3 separate regions of the Mus musculus genome follow, and regions 2 and 3 are each linked to region 1. The links are chromatin contacts, called in public Hi-C maps. All regions are on one chromosome and are shown on one strand. Each heading gives the region's core, a stretch centred on a gene start, on an enhancer-like site or on the middle of the called end of the contact. The rest is flanking DNA. Distances are from core to core; before and after follow the strand shown.

Region 1 (3,222 bases), core at 551-3,050:
ACATGACAGCAGCTTCAGTCTTAGCTGGCCTCAGGAATTGTTGTGTACATCAAGAGTTGGAATTTCCCTTGAGTCTCAGACCTCACAGCTGTTGGACTGGTCCCTTGTGTCCTGCCCAGTACACACTTTGTCTATCAGAGTCTTGTTTGTCCTGAAGATCCACAGCCCGTTCCCATGACACCAATGGCCTGCATTGTTAGAATGAAACGTAGGTCTTCCAATGTGACAAAACATGGCTCTAACTATCTTTGACATCTCTGGTGTCATCATAATTCAGAACTTGTCCCCATGCTTTCCCCTTGTTGCTAATAACGCTCTGTGGCTTTCTAGTCTGGCTGCTGAACTTCCTCCCTCCAGGTGCTCTGCCTTGCTTCTCACACAGGCCTTGCCTGCTTGATGCAAACTCGTCATAAATCTCCCGTGCAAATCCCTGAGCTCACAGGTCACCCTGTGTGCTGATGGTAACGCACAGCATGATCTCTCTGGTGGTTCCATGAATGTTTGTGATACAGCCTCCAATAGAGAATCCCCTGCTTAGCACTAGTTAGCTGGTTGAGCCCCAGGACCTTCTAGTAAACCCTCAATTTTATAGGTGAACATGGCAGAGCACAGAAGAAAGTCCAGTGACCTTCCATGGTCACATGACAGGCAGAAATATCCTAGCAACACTGGAGCCAAAATCCAGATTTTTCTGGTTTACACTTCTTTCAACTCAGCGAAGGCTAATTGGTGCAAACACACATAACAAAAGTTTACCAGCTTTGCCTATTTTTTCTTTTGTGTGGCAGGGAGGGTACACGTATGTTTTCACATAGATGTACGCACACGTATGTGTGTACACATGGAGACCAGAGACTGCTGTCAAGAATCTCTGAGCTAGTCCTTGGTGTTAGCTTTCCAGACTACCTGGAGTTCATCGCTTCCGCTATGCTGGCCAATCAGAGAGCTGCTGGGATCTGCCTGTCACAGTGCTGCCCACCCCACCCCGATTCTGGCATTATAGGCACATGCCACATGCCCAGCTTTTTATCTGGTTGCTGGGGCTAGAACCTAGGCCCACATGCTTGGGTGCAGGGACTCTATCAGCTTCATAATTTTTGGAGGGTAAAGTTCAGTGGTACAAATATTGCCCAATCCAACTGTAGAATTTTTAAAACCTTAAGTAACTGAAATTCTGTCCTTATTAAATTGCTAACTCTACTAACCACCCCACCCCACCCCCAACCCCAACCCCTTCTATTTCTGTATTCTTGCCACTTCAAATTCTTAAGAATTTGACTTCTTGGGGACCTTGCACAGTGGGATCCTAAAGTCCTTTTGGTTTTGTGTTTGGCTTGTTTCTCTGCACAGAGTGCTCAAGGTTTTGGTCTTATCATTCCCTTCCGTTTTCAGGCTAATAATATCCCACTTAAGTAATGTTGGAAAGCCAGGCTTTCTCAGACGCCTTTCCAGAATACCACTAGGGGGCAGTAAAGGTGCAGAAAATTTTCAATAAGCCTCCTGAGTGCCAGGCAAGCCAGCCGGCATCCCCTATGTATCTCTTTCAGCCATCCGAGTATACAGTTACAAGATAATGGATTTCACATCCGACAGCAGAGTTGGATAAACCAAAGATACCATCAGCTGTAGTTTAAGAGCCGTCTTCCTCACATTCCGGCCAACACTAAGGCATAGAACTTCATTTCAGACAGTGGCTTCAGATGCTATTTTGGCTTAATTAATTCACTTTAGTCCGGTGGTTCTCAGTGCACACGACAGAATCACATATTCAGGCTTCAGCCAGAATCGTCAGAGTTTCAGTGGAAGGTGAGGGTGAGGTTGGGCCCAGAGACAGAAGCTATATTTAGCTTCAGTCGTTGAGTGGAAAGATGTCTGTTAAGCAAAACCAGAAAGGTTCAGAAGATAGGAATTCTGTTTTTTTTTTTTTTTTTTTTTTGGCTAAAGTAATGGCTGAGGGGACTGGAAATATAGCAACCTCATTTCCTAGACCCAGCACTTGTATGTGCATATGTGTGGAGGTCAGAGGTCAGAGGTCAAATGTCAAAGCCAACGGTCCTTCTCAATTGCTCTTTACCCGTTTTAAGACAAGGTCTCTCATTGTGCCTGGAGCCCAGTGGGCAGCCAGCCCTGGGTTCCTCCTGTCTCTGCCTCCCTAGATCTGGAATCACAGTGTTACACCACCATGTCTAGCTTTCTTATGTGGGTGCTGGGGGTCACACTTAGGTCCTGCCTGCAGAGCAGTTAGTGAGCCAGGCTGTGGCACTTTTGAACACATTAGGAACCCAGACTGAAGATTTGGGGTTGGGGTATCCCAGACAGCTCAGGATTCAAAGACACAGTTCCAAGACAGCCATGTTCAGGGTGAGGTCAGAGCCCAGATATTAGTAATGGCTGAGATATTAAAGTCTTTGGCTGATTAGTAGTGGCGCACGCCTTTAATTCCAGCACTTGGGAGGCAGAAGCAGGCGGGATTTCTGAGTTCAAGGCCAGCCTGATCTACACAGAGAAACTCTCTCTTGAAACAAAACAAAACAAAACAAATCAAAACAAAACAAAACAAAAAGTCTTTGCTATAGGAATCAGAAAAACGGGTCTTTCATTTTATCTTATCAAAAATAAAATTGTCACAGGGAACCTGAGGTGGGATCAAAGACCTAGGCTCTCACCCCACCTGCCTCGCTAGCCAATCATGGGACCCCAGGCGGGCCCCGCCCCTTCCCTCAGCCTCAGCCTCCCCTCTGCATTATGAGCAGATGGGATGATGTCGGTCTCCGAGGATCCTTTTGGTTCAGAAAATTCAACGATTCTCTTAGAATTAATAATCTTGATTTGTAATGACTCTGGCACAGAGAGGAAGAAATATTTAACACTGTAATGAATGACAGAGACTATTGACCATGTAGTTTAATTTATTTAAGGCACATACCCTGAATTCAAAGGAGAAAATATCACTCTGATAATATATTGAACTGTTAGTATCATCGGCCTAGCAAAAGCTTTCTAGAGGGAAAAATTACCCACCAGTGCAAACTTGACATTTTTCACTTGCTGATCCACGGCTGTCGTTCGTCCATAGCAGCCATGTTTGCTGTAAAGGCTGTGCGTGTGGATGCTTCGGATGAATATTAAATAATGACATAAGCGTCAAGGTCACTGTTGCAGGAAAGGCTGTGAGGAGGTTGGGCCTGAGAGGGAGCCCGCATTGATCTCTTGTGAAGTTCT
Region 2 (3,266 bases), core at 182-2,681, 310 kb before region 1:
TAAGGGATCTGACGCCCTCTTCTGGCCTTCCTGGGCATCAGGAGCACGGACAAGCTTTAGGCAAAACACTCACACACATAACAAACACAAACCCAAATTAAGAAAAGAAGTGCTGACATGGAAGGAATTTGACTTTCTGCCAAGTAGCTTCTCTCCATTTGTTTTTAAATGAAATGTGTCTTGTTTAACCCTTGGATAGAAAAGATACTGAGTTTCTCTTTTACATTTTCCACACAGTCTGGATTTGAAATGCAGAGAAAGGAAGAACAGATTATGAACTTCAGGCTTCTGCACACACAGCCAGGGTTCTGAATACCCATGCCTAGGAAAAACAAAACGCAAGCCACGTGACAGAGTCGATACCTCAGTAAAAGTCCTTAGTGCAACATTGCAGGGGAAACTCCCCTACACAGGACAGTATTCCGAAGTGACCACCAGGTGGCAGCATAGGCCACCTTTTTCGTGTCTGCTCAGGCAAGGCAGGCTGGAAAAGGAGGTTTCCTGCTAGCCAGGCTGGAGAAACCACTGGTACAACTGGAATAGGACCTCTGCCAGGGCCTCTAGGAAACAAATTCCTGCATGCACAGAGTCCAAAGGGCCCGGTGGAAAAGGCACGAGAAGTGGACTCCCACACGGCTTAGCCAGAGCAGGTGTCCTATGCGGTGAGGCTTGTTAGGAAATTTACATTTTCACCTCTAAGAACTGTAACCTGGAAACAGATTTTGAGACATTTTGTTGTCTGAGTCACCCCCAACTCTACCCATGGTGTAAAACTGAGACCAGTTTTACACTGGCATGGCCTGCTATTGCTGGAGTGGAATTGGGGAACCTGCTTGAGCAGCCTGAAACCGTTCTCTTACCTGCCTTCATCCTTATCACTCCCTTGCCTTGGCCACTCACCCAGCCACCACCAGGCCATCTGTGCACATCCTTAGCATTTCCAGGGGAACTCTCTCCTGCCCCTCTCCCACCCCCTTGAGTGAAACCCCCCTAACATCAGCCCTTGGAGGCGTCCCAGGAAAGGCTTCCCGATCCCCTCCCCCACACTGTCCTGTTATTTGCATCTCAGCCGTGCAGCAGGTACCAAGCACTTGGAACAAGCAGAACCTGAGTGTCCAGAGCAGGGGACTATGCTCGACTGCCCGAGGGTGGCTTGCCCGGGCTCCCCCAAGTGGAAGCCCCGCAAAGAGACCAGGGCAAATGGAAATGTGCGGCTTCTGAGATCACTGTTAATGCAGAGGTGGTAACAGACAGCCTGTTAGCTCATCACAGGTCACATACAGGAAACCTCCCTGGCTGTCTGTACATTCACTGAGCACTTACTATCTGTGGGCACTGTTCCAGGCCTTGTGATCAGCATGAGGAAGACAGAGGGGTGGGGCTGAATTCCAGACAATGTGCACCCAGGGACAACGCTTCATCAGCTCGCCCTGCCATACCCCTGTGACCGTGCCAGGCTGCTTACAGAGGCAATGATTAGCACTACGGCCAGCACACACTGGAGTCCGTTCACTTTGGTGACAGGAGGAAATGACATGCTGCTGCCAGTCCCTCAGAAAAGGCACCGCAGAGGCACAAAAAGACAGAAGGGGCCAGCAAGATGAATCAGCGGGCAAAGGTGCTTGCCACCAAGCCTGACAATCCGAGTCCAATCCCCAGACTCCATAGAGCAGCAGAAGGCTACTCCTGCAAATTGTCCTCTACACACACACACACACACACACACACACACGTGGAGGAAAAAAATCACACACACACACACGTGGAGGAAAAAAATATTTTGGAAAAAAATCAAGAAAGTGGGTTTTCAAACTATGTTCTTCAAAACTAGGGATCTGCAGGACTGTCCAGGGCCACCACCAGGGGACAGGGGACTCAAGCATCAGCCCCTTCCTTGCCACCTTCCACCTTTGCTAGTCACAAATCCATCCTGGGCTTCTCAGGTTGGCTCTTGTTTGAAGAAGAATCCTGCTGGCTCAGGAAAGGCAAGAGGTTTGGCCAGAGTCACACAGTCGGTCGGTCGAATGGAAAGCCAAGGCAGACAACAATCAGAACCTGAGGTCAGAGATCAGCCTGGAGCTCCCAAGTCAGGGCCAGAGACAGTAGAACACAGGTAGAACAGGAAGCCGCAGAAACAGGAGCCTGAAACCAAAGGAGGATGAAGTTGTCATGATGTGGGATCTGGAGGTCAGAGGCAAAGGTTCAAGGTCACATCCCACTGTCAGAGGTCAATGAGAGCCATTCCCGTATCAGGGCTGCATCCAGTTGGTATTCACTGAGCATATATGTGTGGGCATAGAAACTATAATCCATGGTCATGAGCAAAGCAAAGCCTTTGCTCTCCCTCAGCTACCTGGAGTGCAAGGTAAACAGAAGAAATAACTGCTAGCCATCTAAGCAGAAGGAAGGACTGCCTGTAGGTGGGCTGGTTCCTATGGGGTGGTCAAGGAGGGCCTCCCTGAGGAGGTGACATTTGAGCTCCAGTCTGTCTGAACCTGGGCCAGCTGCTCAGCTCCTACCCTGAAAGCCAGCAGATCCACTCTGGAAGGAGAGGATGCCAGAGGGGCAGGAAGTCTGGCCCCCTGTAACCATATCCCCAGGAAGGAGGAAGCCTGGACTTCGCTTTCAGCAGCCCTATTCATCAAGGCCCAGCTCTAACCTCAGGCAGTACCCAAGGCTCTGCCTGGGGAGGAGGCAGGGAGGGAGAGAGGGAAGAGGGAGGGAGGGTAGCAGGGAGAGAGCCCTGGATTCCCTTGCAGACAATAAATGCTTCCAGGTTCCCGGGAGCATTTTTCGGGTCACTGCCGCATCTGATCTCAATTACCCTCGGTGTAGGGTTCCCGGGTGGGGGGCAGGGGTGGAGAGGAGCCGGTTCCTCCATGATCAGAATCTCTAGGCCCAGCCAACCAAGGCACTTCAGGATAGGTCCCCAACATGTCAGTAGGCGGGAGACAGAATCGCCAAAGAGAGGTCCAGGTCCAACTGTGCGTGGAGGTCATCTTACTTCACAACCATTTTGCTGTGTGACCTCAGCCATTTACTGGACATCCCTGGGCCTCTGATTCTTGGGAATTCGGTAACAGTGTGCAGCTGGTTCACCCTCATAGTTAATTAGTTATGAATTTATTAATCAATAATTAAATAATTATTAATTAATTACCACCCTCACTAATACCTAGACTAGTGTTAATCGAATCTACTACAACACTCAGCCACAAAGGTCTTAGGCACACAAGAGAGAAGGCCCCTGGGATTGCCAAACTTCT
Region 3 (3,387 bases), core at 152-2,651, 340 kb after region 1:
TATGAAAGAAAAGGAGGAAGAGGAGGAGGAGGAGAAAGGAGAGGAGAGGAGGGGGAAGAATCTTGAAGCGTTCAGTCACTTTAACCCCTTATAATCAACCAGAAGTGATTGCTACTGTTTTTTCTTTTTTCAGAAGAGGTCTGTTTGGCCAAAGTAGATGTAGTGAGGAGATAGAAAAGTCAGGAATGGAACCACGAGTCTAATTCTAAACCCAGTGCAGCCTTGGCTGGGTACCAGGCTCTCAATGAGGCGTGCCCAGCTGCCCAGCTGCCCAGCTCTGGTCTTTGCTTGCAGCTTCTGCACAGAGCCTCCTCCCTGCACCCACTTCCCATTCAGAAGCCAGTGTCTCCTGTTGTCATCCTGCGTGCTAACAAAACCTACTTTGAGATGCTTATTTGTCCAACACTATCCTTCCGGCAGAGGGTGGCCTGGTTCCACAGGAAGGGTCAGGAGGTGGACTGGCTTGTCACCATTCTCCCTGGGGACTGAGGCCACACCCAGGTCTCTGTAGGCTTTGCCTTTCCATCTCTACAGGAACAGCAGGATTAGGCTTTCTTATTGAATTTGTGGCCTGGAATTCAACAGTCCTCTTGACCTGTCCGCACTGGGATTAGTCCCCATTCCCAGGTTTTAAAACCAGCTCTTTAAATCGACAAGCTGCAGAACTCTTGTTTCATCTCATTTTGTGGGGAGGATGTGGAGGGAAATTGTCTGTTTGTTTTGAGCCTGAGTCTGCCTTAGTCACTGCTCTATTGCTGTGGAGAGACGCCATGATCAAGGCAACTCTTATAAAAGGAAGCATTTAAGTGGGGGCTCGTTTACAGTTTCAGAGGCTGAGTCCATTGTTACCATGGTGGGGAACATAGCACTGGAACAAGAGCGAAGGATTACATCCTGATCTGCAGGCAGAAAGAGGGTGGGGAGAGCGAGGGGAGACAGACAGACTGGGCCTGACATGGGCTTTTGAAACTTTAAATGCCTCCTTCCAGTGATACACTTCCTCCAACAAGGCCACACCTTTTAATCCTTCTAATCTCTTCAAACAGTTCCACTCCCTGGTGACTAAGCATTCAAATCTATGGACCTATGGGGGCCATTCTTATTCAACCTACCACAGAGTCTTATGTAGCCCAAACTAGCATCAAACTAGGTAGACAAGGAAAACCTTGGACTCTTGATCCCCAGCCTCCGCCTCTCAAGGGCTGGGATCATCGCCACTGTATTCAGCTCAGAACTCCCATGTCAGAAGAAAACCGCCAGTTGGAAGGAAGCTGATCTGCTGGGAGTTGGGTAAGTAAAAGAGGTCTCTCCCGCTCACAGCCCCGCATGTCTCCTCAGTGAAGGCCGATGAGACCTGTGTGAACTAAGCTGTGCCTCCCTGGGTCCCACCTCAGAACACCTGACTGTCCCTGCGGCAGTCTAAGAGGAACCTCAGCAAAGCCAGCTGGACCTGGTTGCCACGTGACCTGTCTGGTAGTGTCTGTTCCCAAGCACCAACAAGTTCAGTGTGCCCTGCACATGCCGGGTGGCCAGGACAAGCTGTGCCCTGACTACTTATCCACTTCTCTGTGTGTCATTTAAATCCTCCTGTCCTTTCTCACCACCTTCTAACCAGTGACCCCAGTTACCACTTTCTGTTGCCTTATAGTAGACACCCCTTCCCCTGGACAGCTGCCTCCTGACATGGTGGACACCATCGACACTCTTGCTATTGATACTAAGCTTCCCAGAGGATATGCGCAAAAAGGGACACCAACTCAGAGTAGGAGCTAGTGGGGTTAGGCACTGCGTGTGAAGAGGAAGCAGGCTCTCTGTGTCTCTCTGTGTCTGTGTGTGTCTCTGTCTCTGTCTCTGTCTCTGTCTCTGTCTCTGTCTCTGTGTCTGTCTCTCTCTCTCTCTCTCTCTGTGTGTGTGTGTGTGTGTGTGTGTGTGTGTGTGTGTGTGTGTGTGTGTGTGTGTGTGTTTTGAGACAGGGTTTCTCTGTATAGCCCTGGCTGTCCTGGAACTCACTTTGTCAACCAGGCTGACTTCAAACTCAAGGATCCGCCTGCCTCTGCCTCCTGAGTGCTGTTTAAAGGCGCACACCACTACACCCAGCCTGGAAGCAGGTGTTTTAGGCCCAGAACTGATAAACAGGAATTATTGGAGGAGCTGTTTAAGGAGCTGTCAGCCACTCAGCCTGACTGAAACCTGGCTTGGACTTGGTGACCCTTGCAGGTAGAGGAAGTAGCTACCCAGACTTGTCAAGGACCTTTAGGGACAATTCAAGATCTGTTTAAGATCTGGAGATTAATCTTGAGGACTCTGGAAAGCCAATGAAGGTGATAGGCAAGATCTGCATTTGGCAGCTCATCTGACCAGACACAGACTAGGGGCCTGTGAGCTTCATGACCCATCTCTCCTCCCAGTCTCCCTCACACACACACAGACCAGACAGCCTGGTTCCTTCTGAGACACAGCACATGGACATGGGTTAGGGTGCTCCAGGCTGCGTTGTCCTTTCTATGCTGACTGGTCCCAGCCTGGAATGTGGTCTGTGGTCTCTCATCTCTCACCTTAGGGCAGGACATCAACACCATCTCCACTGGGTAGAGCTGTGGTTTGAAGTCTGAGACACTGCTCTCCCCACCCCTCAGTTCCTTATCTTGCTTCTGCTCCTCACAGCCATTCCTCAGCCCTGCAACCCTCCCTTGGTCCTGGCTAATGGTCCTCTCTCCAAATACAAGCTCTTTTGTTCATCAGGCAGCTTGCTTGGCCCTCAGCCGTAGCTTGATCTTAATGAGCCCAGGGTCAACTGAAGGATGAGGCGGCTCCATTAGACTGTTGCTGGCTACAGCTTGGTACTCTGTCCTTCCCTGCTCAAACATTCCGTCTGTAGCCCTTTCTACTCTAGGACAGTGAGGGTGGTGCTCTCTCTCTCTCTCTCTCTCTCTCTCTCTCTCTCTCCTCCCCCTCCCTCATTCCCTTCCCTCTCTGTACCTATCCCGTAATTCATGAGCCCCTCTCCTGGCCCTATAGCCGCCTGAGTGTTGGGAGCACCACCACCCCGTGACAGGGGTACTTAATTTGGCCATGACTGGGGACATCTTTGTCCAGCTGGACTCAACAAAGTAGTCTGTAATTCACAGGTCAGCACCACCCCACTCCAACAGTTACCATGAACACCCGTTGAAGGTTAAAGGCTTCTGCTCCAGGCTGAAGCTTCTCCCCACCAGGGTTCCCTCCAGCCTCTCCTGCTGTGGGGCCCAGGTTTCTTCGAACCATTGAGGTGGGCCTCACTTCTGTCGGATGAAGCTAAGTTCTCTCTATGAAGGCTCCAAAGGCTGCTTAGTACCGCCCCATGTGCTAGCTTATCAGAAGAGGCTCACCTGAGGCCCTTTAGAGCTT

What was found. A called contact is a pair of places that touch in the nucleus more often than the background predicts.
Region 2: a contact with region 1 is called in a Hi-C map of the N1E-115 cell line, with 15 times the contacts expected there. The contact joins two enhancer-like sites. A contact is called at or near these places in 4 of 484 Hi-C or Micro-C datasets (the N1E-115 cell line, cortical neurons, olfactory sensory neurons and 1 more) and 1 of 9 other capture datasets (embryonic stem cells).
Region 3: a contact with region 1 is called in a Hi-C map of the N1E-115 cell line, with 6 times the contacts expected there. The contact joins two enhancer-like sites. A contact is called at or near these places in 1 of 39 promoter capture datasets (neural stem cells), 2 of 15 datasets of contacts at CTCF or cohesin (large pre-B cells and stem cell-derived epiblast-like cells), 3 of 484 Hi-C or Micro-C datasets (the N1E-115 cell line, bone marrow-derived macrophages and nephron progenitors), 19 of 115 datasets of contacts at active chromatin or transcription factors (astrocytes, cardiomyocytes, craniofacial prominence and 13 more) and 5 of 9 other capture datasets (adipose tissue, embryonic stem cells, liver and 2 more).

Annotation. Positions count from the first base shown.
Region 1 is chr2:35,904,914-35,908,135 of GRCm38.p6, reverse strand. All of the region lies in intron 3 of Ttll11 (tubulin tyrosine ligase-like family, member 11), which reads left to right. All of the region lies in intron 2 of Gm35396 (predicted gene, 35396), which reads right to left. Among named protein-coding and RNA genes, the nearest start is that of Gm35396, 23 kb to the right of the region's middle. Within about 2 kb of position 1,800, at least 23 of the 459 cell types and tissues checked have an H3K27ac peak or open chromatin away from gene starts, as enhancers often do. A contact at or near this core is called in the N1E-115 cell line, where this site is marked.
Region 2 is chr2:36,211,401-36,214,666 of GRCm38.p6, reverse strand. No RefSeq gene overlaps it. Among named protein-coding and RNA genes, the nearest start is that of Ptgs1, 17 kb to the left of the region's middle. Within about 2 kb of position 1,431, at least 32 of the 459 cell types and tissues checked have an H3K27ac peak or open chromatin away from gene starts, as enhancers often do. A contact at or near this core is called in the N1E-115 cell line, where this site is marked.
Region 3 is chr2:35,567,940-35,571,326 of GRCm38.p6, reverse strand. It overlaps a transcript of Dab2ip not described here. Among named protein-coding and RNA genes, the nearest start is that of Gm13446, 11 kb to the right of the region's middle. Within about 2 kb of position 1,401, at least 8 of the 459 cell types and tissues checked have an H3K27ac peak or open chromatin away from gene starts, as enhancers often do. A contact at or near this core is called in the N1E-115 cell line, where this site is marked.